2 separate regions of the Acanthopagrus latus genome follow, and region 2 is linked to region 1. The links are chromatin contacts, called in public Hi-C maps. All regions are on one chromosome and are shown on one strand. The core of a region is the stretch at or near the end of the contact, and the rest is flanking DNA. Distances in the headings are between cores, read along the strand shown.

The links. A called contact is a pair of places that touch in the nucleus more often than the background predicts.
Region 2: a Hi-C map of liver shows a contact between it and region 1, with 2.8 times the contacts expected there. The contact joins the promoter of LOC119025462 here to the promoter of LOC119025964 in region 1.

Annotation. Positions count from the first base shown.
Region 1 is chr9:13,739,441-13,745,797 of fAcaLat1.1, forward strand. It overlaps LOC119025964 (claudin-10-like), which reads left to right and starts at 2,755. Exons shown (of 5, transcript XM_037110013.1): 1 at 2,755-3,325; 2 at 3,418-3,579; 3 at 3,657-3,738; 4 at 3,828-3,932; 5 at 4,037-4,398. The coding sequence starts at 3,097. The coding sequence ends at 4,193.
Region 2 is chr9:13,890,706-13,897,062 of fAcaLat1.1, forward strand. It overlaps LOC119025462 (muscleblind-like protein 2a), which reads left to right and starts at 3,270. Exons shown (of 9, transcript XM_037109031.1): 1 at 3,270-3,735.

The sequences.
Region 1 (6,357 bases), core at 1,505-4,004:
AGCCTGTGTGCTGACCTCTTCGGAGAGATTTTGTTTTCCTTTTAAGTTTTATAGTCAAGTATTTAAGATCAGTGTAGATTCCTCCTTCGGGAGCGTTTTCCGTTCTGTGTCTTGTTTGTCTTGTCTGTTGTTCATAGTATTTCATAGCGATTGATTTATCAATTCATTCTGAAGAGTTGCAATTCAGCAAAATAAAACCTGTCATTACATCTGCTTTTCTGCATCTGAGTCCTCTCTCCTTGTCTGAGTCTGACACTGGTAGTGTAAAGACAGTTCATTAATGTGTCTCTTCTCAGTGAAACTTCTTAAAGAAGTGTCTAGCAGTGTTCCACACAGCTGCACAACAATGCAGAGCATTTCATTGCTTTAATCTTTTAGCAGTACTTTTGTTTGAGGACTTACTTGACCATGGTCTCCTCACCAAATGCCTTCTCAACCCATGTCCATACATCCCGTGTGCCATAGTGCATGATGTACCTGCAAGAATGACAGAAAGCCCAGATAATGAATAAATTCCCTTAACATACCATAATAGCAAACTGTCAAATATAAACAAATTACTGCATTGTTATTGAGAGGAAAGTCCATGTCCACTCTTTGCATTGCACTTATTTGATATTTGACACGAGAAGCAACATTTTTCAATTTAAATGGACTTAATTTGTATTGCTTTCCGAGTTACAATGATCCCCAGTCACAGCAACACATTCGGCTTTCTCCAATAAATCTACTTTTGCTTGCTTTCCAGTGTTATAAAGCTGATGAATTTAGTTTGAAATTGTCTTTCTGCATGGCAGTTCATAAGTTGGGTCAGACAACGCTATCTGTTGCACCGCTTCTAGCCCCTGATCTTCTGCCACCGAGAATGACCAGCAGTCCACTCCAATCCACTTCGCCAGTGTGTTTATTAACTTGTCAGTCGTGGACTTACTCATCTTGGCTCTGAACCCTGTCATCTTGTCAAGTGTAGATTGGGGGCGGTGCTTGCTCGAACTAGGAGCGTTCTCTGTGCTAGCTGCAACATGTTTGGCATTGAGGTGGTAGGCTGGAAGTGCTCCGATGATATGCAAATTCTTTTTTGTACAATTTGCACACAACTGTGCTTTCATCCAGGTTTCCACCTGGTAGTTTTTTGTAGTAGTTGTTTTCTGCTGCGAAACACTGGTTTTAAAAATTAAAAACTGTGCATTACCATTTTGGTCATCCTTAGGTGAGCCAGGGTCTGGCTGATATCACCTTCAGCGGGTAGTGCAGTCACTTGGCTATCTCTTTTTTAAAATGTTCCTGCTGGACATTTCTTTCTGAGATTGATCAACCTGAGATACATGAATTGAGGAGAGTGGAATGAGAGTAGATCGATTTCATAAAGAGAGCTCTGTGATGTCTCTGAGATCAAAAAGAGACACAAGAGTTGAGACAACCAGAGACTTCACTGAGAGCTCGATGAGTTCTCCTTTGAAACTTACAGGGAGCCCAAGTTGAGATTTTGTGCACCTGTTTCTCAAGAGAAACAATTGAGCAACAGGAGAAATCAGCCACAGCCTCACTTTGGTCTCACATAGAACTCACAGTTGTCTAGAAGAAATGAATGAGACACTACTGAGATCTCTTCTCCAACTTTTGTTTCCTCTGGGATGAGGTGTGACTGTAGGAATGGATTGTACTGTGTTTTTACCATTGTCAAAAAGTGCTCTGCAAGGTTCAATACTGAGTCCTGTCTTGTTCACAATCTACAGTAACACTACCACATTCTCTACAACAAATTGTAACAACCATCTTTATGTTGATGATACAGTTCTGTGCTGCTGCGTTATAACTGCACATAAAGCCATTACAATTCTCCAGCAACCTTTTGACAAACTATAATATTCTCAATATTGCAATATTTTTATGTTTTTTATACCTGAAATTTGCCCTCAATGCAAACAAAACGCAATTCATGATATTATTAAGAGTCAGAAGGCATTGGTCTGCATGTTACCACGCCAACAGGAGTTCCTGAATACAAATATTTGGATATCTGGTTGGATCAGAAACTTGCATTATAATTTCATATTAAAGCACTTCTTAGCAACCTTAGACAAAAAATGGTTATTTACACAGAAACAGAACTACTTTCCTGTGTCCTGAGGGAAACAGATCATTGAAGCCATCTATTTATCTTTACAACTCATCCATTCATACACTGATGGCGGAGGCTGCCATGCAAGGTGCCAACTGCTCATCGGGAGCAATTTGAGGTTCAATATCGTGCTCAAGGACACTTTGACATGCGGCTGGGGGGATTTGAACCAACAACCTTCTGATTACCGTCCTGAGCTACAGCCGCCCCGTAAAGGTGTATGGCCCTGCCTTATCATTTTCATGCACTTTTTTTCTATTTCATGTGTATTCTGTCATAGTTCTTGTTATCTGTTATCATTTTTATTTCCATTGTTTATTCGCTGTGATAATGTTCATTGTTTCTGTTTGTTACCACACTTTTGCACCTATTCTGTTTCATTTGTCATTTGTGCTCTCGACATCATTGTAAAAGGCTGGATAAATGAAAAGGGGTGGTTTAAAGGGGCCGTATGAGGTACTTGTGTTACCAACAGTAGATGAGGGTCAGCACCCCACCCTGGTTTTTAGAGGTGTACAGGAGTATGGACACAGAAAAAGTCATATCGACATCATACCAGCGTTTCACGACAGTTTAACTCTCTATATATGTTTAAAATATGTCACAGACATTAAATGGTGTGGGTTGTCTGTGTCAACAATCTTGTGTCTGTCAGGCCCAGCCAGTGTTGACAGGGTGTTACTTGCTGGGGACCTTATTTACAGTTTCGGCAGGGTAACGTGAGGTGAAAAGCTGTTCCAAGGAACTGTTTTAATTTCAGCATTTCTATTATTTACCCACATCCAGCTGAAGATAATAAGTTTCTCTTTTTTCGGGGCCAGACTCCTCCCTCCAGAATATAATAGTCAACAACACATGACCTATCATTCATAGTCTAACTATTTAACATACTTGTACGGAGCCACTGATACAATTTAGGTGTCACCAGCTTTATCGCTCATCACAAGACAGTGTGGAGGAGTCATCCCTGCAGTATGAAAAGCAAGATAATGTATCAGGAGATCTTGGCCTTTATTTTCACCACTTCTGGGTGGGCACTAGTGACATCCACCCTGCCGCTGGAGTACTGGAGGGTGTATTCACTTGCTGGGACAGTCATTATCACCACACCTCTTTACTTCTCCAACCTGTGGAAGAACTGTGTCACTGACTCAACAGGAGTGTCCGACTGCAAAGACTTTCCTTCGATGCTGGCGCTGGACGGTCAGCTCCTTTTAAACTATCAGCCTTACTTGTGATTAATTATATTTGTTGCTTCATGTATAAATTGGTCTCTCTCTATTTAATGTAAAAAGGCTACATCCAAGCATGCCGGGGACTGATGATCTCAGCTGTCTGTCTGGGTTTATTTGGGTCTACATTTGCACTGATTGGAATGAAATGCACCAAAATCGGAGGAACTGGAAAAAACAAAGCCAGGATTGCCTGCGTTGCTGGCGGAAATTTCATTCTTAGTGGTAAGTATAGGGTACTTTGTCTGTGCAGTTGTGTATGTATATGTGTATTCACTTTCTGTTTTTCCTGTTTCTTTCAGGCATCTGCTCAATGTCATCATGTTCTATTTACGCACACCAGATACTGACAGAGTTTTTCGACCCAGAGTTCATGGGACAAAAGTAAGAACTGTGAGACTGTATAACCAGAGGGTTTTTATGACTCCATCAGTTAGAAGAAATTACAATTAACTATTGGTCTTTGTCTGTAGGTACGAACTGGGAGCTGCTCTCTTTATTGGCTGGGGAGGGTCTATCCTCTGTATCGTTGGAGGCAGCATGCTCTGCTTCTCCATCACAGGTTCTTTTGCCAAAAGGTAAGGTATGAGTAACACATATGCTTAAATATACAGAAGATAACTGTTGTTAATAACCTTCTGTATGAGTCCATTTTGATGATTATCCTGTGTTTTCTTCACAGCCACAGTCAAGAAAACTATATCTACAAAGGTGCTGCCTCACATTCTCATATCTACTCCTACTTGAGCGAGCAGGCACAGTCTGTAGAAAAGAGACCGTCTCTAGACTACAGCAGCTCCTCCGAGATGCAGGACTTTGATAAGAGTGGAACTGTGTGAGGGATGTGAATATAAAACATTTTCAGTCAAAGCCATTGGTAAGATACAAGATATATGGTAAAAAATATGTACTGTGTACTAAGTCTGAAAGGTTCAAAAAAGTGGAACTTATGAAACTTGGTGTTTCTTCTTTGACAGACAGCTAAAGTTGACCTTATCCTGGGATTTTTATTTTTTTTTATATATATATTAGCATGTTTTTCAAGTTCCATTGTTGGGGAATTTATGGGGTTTTTTTATCGTTGAATGCTTTTTTATTGCTGTGAATTGAATGTTAGGATTATGCATAGCATAGCATGTTAGCAAACAGCAAAATCAAAAACATTTGGTCTAAATGTTGTGTGCAATGTCCCAAATAATTATAAATAACTGTAATTTGCAATAGGAAAAAAAAAACTTTAAGGTTTTTCATCAAAAATAAAACAGATGCAAATAACTGACACTGAATCTTAGCTGACTGAGTTTTGTGTTTTCCTTTTTTTTTGTCGATAGACTATATGTCATATGTGCTCCTCAGAGATTGCAGCCTATCTCAGGGCAACAGGTTTGCATTAATAGTCTCATGTTTCCGTGAGATTAAGCTGTTTTACTCTACTGATCCTCTACCCTCATTTTACGAGGTAGATACTGTGCACAGTTTACAGTAAACACCTCAAACAGTGGCATCTCTGGCATTACATCCTTTTCTTCTCAAAACATTTGTGTTACAGTTGTCATGCAGAGTGACACTTTCTGCATGTTGAGCAGATGTTTCTCATTTATTAAATCACACCAGGTAGTCCACTGATTAATAAAATGGGTAGTCTGTGGCAGTGTGTCTGTGCCATGTGTAATTAGTGTTGAAGATGACCGTGTACCATTGTGTTCGTACGCCCCTTCTCCCCAATGCCGAATCGCATGCGTTATCACTGCCAAACCTTGAAAGATATCAGCCAGTTGTGTTGATGCATTAATGTGATTGCACAGTTTGACATCCACAGTGGTTACAACCTACTTAGCGCAGCTGCAGATGGACTTCTTATAAGCATGGAAGAGGAGGACTTCACACTAATACATAGTATTACCAAGCATTCAAACACAAGACATTTGTTGAAGACATCACATCGTGGCGGACTGTTAAGGAAGTTGGTGTCGTTAAACCATGAGAATGTGCAGTAGAAGTCTAAGCAGTGGAAAACAGGTGTTTTAAACCTAATTTGGGGGCAAAGGCACCAAACGTTTTAGGTTTGCTAGGGTTTTTAAAAAAAAATCAGATTATTGATTCTCTATGTGTTACACTATGTTTCACTATGTCAACTGCATGTTTATTTTCATTACAATGACGACAAAGGTCACCGGACTTTGGATCTGCTCTCCATAGGAGGTAATGGGAAGGATTGGCACATTACTTAAATGTAAAACTGAGACTTTCATTAACAATGATAATACATTTAATTTATATAGCGCTTTTCAGGGTACACAAAGACAGTTTATAGGTTAACAAGCCGACATATAAAAACAACATGCTAAAACTATAAAGAAAGAGACAAGTTATACATCAAAAGCAATTTTAAAAGGGTGAGTTTTGGTGAGTGTTTTGAAGACATTAAGGTCTGTACAGTCACTGATGTGTTTGGGGAGGGAGTTCCAGAGGGAGGGGGCAGCTATTTAGAAGGTTCTGTTGCCCCAGGTTCGGTGCTTGTGGTGGAGGGAGGAAGTTTCTGTCAGAGGAACAACAGTACTTTGATATTAAGATATCAAGTTAAAACAATGAGGGAATTCTTATCATAGCAGTGTTTCATATTGATTGGTTATGGTGAACATAAACCAAGCACATGTTGGTGTGTGTAACTGACTGTGACTGATGTTGAATGATGAATGTTTTTACCCACATTATTTCTTGGTACCAACGTTACTACTGCACATAAGCATATTGAAAAGTGCTGGCTACTGTTTATACATCAACAAGATATCAAATTGAGAGCCTATAATCTTACAGTGCACCTCCCATATGGCTAGCACGTTATCTAATCTTTTTTTTTTTTTTTTTTAGCTGCAACAGTCTGCCAAGTAATCTGTCCTGAAAGGTACTCAATACATCCATCCAGCGGTATATGCCAATGGAGGAGGCACATGCCATATAGTCCCTGTGCAAACCTTACATCTTATACCACTCAATGCCAAT
Region 2 (6,357 bases), core at 2,020-4,519, 150 kb after region 1:
CATCTACACAGTCCCTCTGAACCAGGCAGAGCTGGCCTGGTGAAACTGAAAGATGCTAAGATGAGGGAATAGAACAAGCAGGATTTTTAAATATATTGATCCTCATATAAATTAAAATGCGGGTCATTTTCCTACCGACATTGAAAACCCCTCAGTGAGCGCAGGTTGTGATACAGCTTGCATCACAAAGTCAACACCTCACTGTGGGGACCCTGAGCCAAATATACTCCCATGTTGAGCCTCTGATGTCATTTTGTGAAATAAGTTAGAGTAGACTGACATCTGCAGGCCATTACCTTGAATTGCTGCTTCTCTTGTCTCCTCTACTCTCACTTATTATAAACATGTAAGAAAATGTACGTTTTCCTAATACATTTTTATTACAAACCCTAATGAATGTAATTAATGCAAGATGAAAATAGTCTATCTCTTATTCACGTGAGTCTGTTTCTCAAACACAAGCGTCACCTCTAATGTTGCCTGCTATACATTTTTTTACCCACTGGATGGGGCTGTTGCCAAAGCACTACAGCACAAAAGAGAAGTTCATGTCAGTGATTAATGTTATTTTAAAAGCAGACAAGGAAATGCCTAACTCAGACTTAACTTTTGTTTTATTTAGAGCAAAAATCATTTTAGTGGACACATGTCTCTTCAACCAGTGCTTTCATCACAACAAATGAATCAATAGAGTTATAATTGGCAACACATTCGAGGTGGTATTTAAAAAATACAACAACAGAGAGGTTTGATCGTTTGAAAAACAATCTTTTCAGGTAGAGTTTGCAAGTGCAATTTCGAGTCAAACGGGTGGACTGAGTGTTGACTCATAAAGTGACAACGTCTGGAAATACACGTGACATCTGGCCAAGATGAACTCAAAATGTGATACAGAACAAAGCCACTCAGTGACGCCTGGAAATATTGAAAGGAGTGAAGGAAATAACAAAACATGAACAGCAAACAGGGTTAAGGTCAATAAAATGAAAGCGAGGGTTTCTGCATTCTCTTTGTTCGTACAGCTGACTCACTCTGACAGTGACATTTTCCCTCAAAGGGAGCAATACGCTGACCTTTCCCTGTGGCACTAGATGCCACATCCGCAGTTTGTTGAAGAGATCTGTCAGTGTGACAGATCACATAAATCTCATCTGTTGCTAGAAGAAGCCCCATGAAAAATAAAAGGGGAATCAATCAAGTACTAATAAACGGTGTGTGTTTTTTCATGAGCACCAACAGTATTTAAATCATTTCATGTGATGGAATGGTTCAGATTTTACATTCACCACAGTTTGTTTCATCATTATTATAAAAATCTTTTGAATGTATATTTTAGACCTGCCGCTAAAATCAAGGTCAACATGTATTAATAAATGAATCTTCAAAATTTCTAATATATGACTTTTTTCACCAAATGAAGGTGAAGAACACACCTCTCAAAGCATTCAAACCTGATACTTTGTGTGAGGGTTTTCCCTTTCTTTTGGTATGGAGTACAGCAGAGGAGCTAATAACAACGTCCTCAGCACAAAAAAGGAAAGCTGTTTGTAAGCCACTTTACTGAATAGTTACAGTATATTGAAATAAGACATCTTTGATGTTTTCATCACACATTAACAGTAGTAGGGTATCAATAAAAATGTGTATAAAGCTGTTACAGGACACCTAGAATGTGTTTAAAGCGGAACCATTTGAATAAATATTACCAAGATACACTGAGTTTGATGCATTACATCTACATTTTAGCAGACTTTTTTGTACAAAGCAACTTACTGTAATTCATACATTCATACACCGATAGCAGTGGCTGCCATGCAAGGTGCTGACCAGCACAGCAGGAGCAGTTTGGGGTTCAGTATCTTGCCCAAGGACACTGTGACATGCACAGCCACAGCCGTCCCATTTTTACCTTCTTTAACAGCCTTTAAGCAACACTTTCTATTTCTATATCTATTTATATTGCTATATATTTTTCGCTGGATGAAAATGGACCAGTTTGACCTCGAACTGCAAGAGTCAGCACAGTGTGTATTAAGTCTCTATGAACAAAATCATACACCAAATTAAAAAAAGAAAACAAAAGAAATTGTTCTTTCTCTGCTACCTCTTCTTTATAACTTGCTAGACTGAAAAGCACCACCTGATGATGGAAGCCCATCAGCATATTCATCAGTATTGCAAACAGCCCTCCATTATGAACACTTCAGCCTGTGTAAACATGCTGAACAAACAATTTGAATATAATAACTGCATATAAAGAAATACAGGTGCAACATTATTTAACCTTCAAAGATGTAGTTAACTTCCTTTGCATTCAATATGTGTCTTCAGTTATGTCTGCTTGTTGTGGGTAGTCAAACATTTGACTCTACCCACACTGAGCACCTCCCTGAAGTGCACATTTCAGCGAAGGCTTCCAGCTACTATTTCTAAGCTACAGTTTTGCTTCTTATTCCAACTGTACAAATCCAGTGTTTTTCATGATGATGCTTTAAAAAAAAAGTGACACTCAATATGGTACAGAGATATGTGAGTTGGAACGACTTGATGATTACTGAATCCTTAATAAGTAATCTCTGAATAACTGATTCAAGGACAGCATAACAGATAATGATCACAGAATGGGAGATACTATATTAATGTATCAATACATAATGGTTAAATGTGACTTGTGAAAGTACACAGAAACAGTGACTAATGACTGAGTAATTACTCATTAATGAGTCCACTTGGTAACTCTCTCAGCTATTAAGGACAACGAATGATGAAAATGCTCAATATGTCTCCTCAAAGATATTTATGAACTAATCATTAACTACTGATTAATAAAGCATCCCCCAATCTGTTGTTTAGTAACTCATCATCTACTGTTGCCTACAGTCCTTAAATCACAGTTATTCAGCAACGACTCATGAACAATTCATTGATTATCGAGTCGCTCCCGATCTGTTCCTTAAAACTCACATTTTCGTTACATTGTGTTACCAAAAAGTCTTCCATTATGCCTGTCATTGTTTCTTATACAAACTCACTTGCTACATCACTCTTCAGGAAAAAATGCAGATGACTGGTCTTAATACTGATTACGCACTATCGATACACTTTACACGTTAACTGGATGTTTACGTTTGCGCGTGAAAGCGTGTTCTCATTAAACTAATCCAGAAAAACTCACATGGTTTTATTGCTGTTCCCTTGGTAACAAGCAAACCCTTGCCCTTTTAGCCTACTGGCATTCGTGTGGATCGTACCACTTTGCGGTCGTAGGGGGAACGAAGAAGCTCCGAGTTATAGAACGACCTATTTCTGCCTGCAATTGATTACGTTATAGATTATTTTATATATTTATATTTTGAAGTAACATTCAAATGTAGTGTCTTCATTTTGAATGTCGCACACTCAATTTCCTAGTCGGTCTTCGGGCACAGCGCACACCGGGACACCCCTCCTCACAGTAACCTGACGGTCGTACAGTAAGCTGTCAAAAGCTTGTTGCTTAAATCTGTGCAGCGCTACAAAGTAAGGATGAAATGAGGTCGGATAGATGGGCGAAATAACAAGCTATAGTTCTACGAACAGAGCGTGACTTAAACGGGTTTTTTGAGCGAGACATTTCGCGACCACTTGACATCTTGTTGTCCCCCCCCCCTCAGTTCAGTTGGACCGCTGTGTCGTCTGCCCTTGCTGCTGCTGGTGCGTGATTCCTCAAGGTAGCGGTTCATCCGTGATGATGAGGTAAGTAGGTGCTCTCCTCGGCTAACAGTGAGGCTAGCGTAAGCTAATAAATGTTAACGTTCATGTCGTAATGTTAGCCGCATGACAGCTGTGGCTCTAGCTCGCTAGCTAAGTGTTTGTGATTAGCTAGCTAAAGTAGCCTAGGATGAGAGTGCATATCCGATACTTAACTATGCTAGTAGCAAAACGTGCATATGAGGCAGTATGGCACACGATGGTGTCAGGTGTTGACTGTCACTGTAGTCCTGCTGTATTATCTGCTGTTTGGAGTTAAAACATAACTGTACATACAGTAACTACTGTAAGGGCGATTCAGCCATTGTCAGACAAGAGAAATTCACATGTCACCTTTAATGAAAAAATAGATAACGACCTTTTATTAACTATCTCAAGTAGTTTGTAGGGGCTTTAAACAGAATTACCACAGCACACAATATGCTTCCAAGTTGTGTTACGACAGGCTGTGTGTACCTACAATATGTGTGCCTCTATTCACCCTTATCACTAACATAAGCTGTGCAACATGAGTTTACCATCTGTGCTGAGAAAGCAGCGATGAAGTATTAGATTAACTGCTTTGGCTAAATATGTCATCATACTGCCATGTCATCATATTTTCCTGCAGTAGCATTTTCTGTTGTACATTGAAACACTCTAAATCAATTTTGACTGTTTACCCTGTCAGTCTTAGGAGCTGTCATGCTGGATTTCACATAAAAACCCACTTTGAATGACAAGTCACAAAAGCTGAAGAAGCTGCAGAATAGGGGACTTTTGAGAATAATGGCTTCAGAAAAGTATCTCATTAAATGCCATAATATTTTGTATGGTGAGTTGGAAAGAAAAGCTTGGATGTACTCTGATATCAAAATTCAAATTCCAGCCATACTCACAAACCAAACCAAGGGATGCCAAATAATAATGACAAAGGGAGATTATGAAAAAAAGCCTACATTTGCAGTTACTATGTAAAATTGTGGGGCATTGTTTATTATATCCCATGATGTAACATGACAATAATCTATAATCTATAATCTATCTATCTATAATCAAACAGTGCAATTCTCACATCAGTTACATTTTTTGTACAGTTTATTTCTGCTCTCCTAGTTTTTATTCTGTGCAGTATCATATTTGATATTCTACTGTTGTTTGTAGCATTTAAGTAGCATTTATTTATACTGTTCACTCATATCAATTATTACATATTGCAATATAACTTTATAACTATTATATTACCTACACTATAGTCATAGTATGCTACAATTTACATATCTTTAAGTTGCTTTCTTTAGTAGTATTTATATTTATAAAGTTTGAATGCAAATATTTGTAAGTTCTATAGTGTGACATTTCTATTCTACATAGAGCAACTGTAACTGTAATTAAGTATTTCTTATTCCGAAAACATGTTCAGGACGTGCACTGATTTGCTACTTTCTTTACATGCTCATATTGGTAAAGAAGGTTGTCACAGTGATAGATACATCATTTCTTAAGTCTGTACTTGCTCATGATTGTAGTAATAAATTCTGGAGGCAAGATCAAATGTTGAATTAAGTCAAATTGTATTCATAGATAAAGGGTCAACTGCACACAGTGTCGTGCTCCGGGCTTTGCAGCCAGCTCTCACTCAGTGCATCAGCATCTGCTTTTCTATTGGCCAATTTGTGACTGGGAGGGTCTTCCAGGGGCAGGCACTCAGGCAGGAAGGGGGTGGCTGTAAATGTTTCAGTTAGAGTTGGACAGGCTGTCTGTTTTTACTGTTGGAAGGAAAATCTTTTCTTTCTGAATCTGTGGGACAGAGACAGGGCTAAAAGCCATTGTTAAGGTCAATATTTCAACGAGTTAGCTGCTCAAAAACTCTGTCTCTAACCTAGATTCCTGGTCGGGGACTGAAGTTCTTTAGTGCTGCATGAAGTGAGAGAGGTAGGTTTTGCTCCGTTTCCTGACTTGCGTCCAAAGGAATTTGCTGCAGTATGCTGTGGGATAGCATGCTGTATTGCCGAACGGTTGTTACAGTAGAAGATCAGGACTAACAACAGGAGAGTTCAGTCTGAAGCTGTTACATTTTGGTCTTAGTTGATTCCTAGATCATGTTACTTTTTGACTTTCCTACAGATTTATTCAGGTCAAGAGTTAACTGCTTTTGTGCCTGCTCATCAACTTCCTGTGTGTTTAACCACTTAGTGTGCTGGTCTGACTTTCCTGTCCTGTCTTTGACTTCCAGCATGATGTGTGCTTAAGACTTGCCCTGACTTTTTTAAAATTATGTATATGCTACAGTGGGCAAATAACTCAATAACTGAATTTGCCTCTAAGTGCTCTTCAAGAATCAATTTGCAAATTAAAGCTCCCAGTGTAATGGAAAATAGATCATACTAGATATAGAGAGAAAGCACAGCATTTATTTCAATACAGAGTGTCATATGAAATGCAGTTTTTAATTGTTAGTCTGCTGTGGTGGATACTTATCAACATAATGTGCTACGAATGCATCATTAGCATAACATGCATCTTATGGTTCAGTGGATTTCAACTTAAGAAATGATTGTGTTCTGTTATTAATTGACCAATTACCATGACACCACCAAGCTACACATCTCATACCAGCCCAACAGC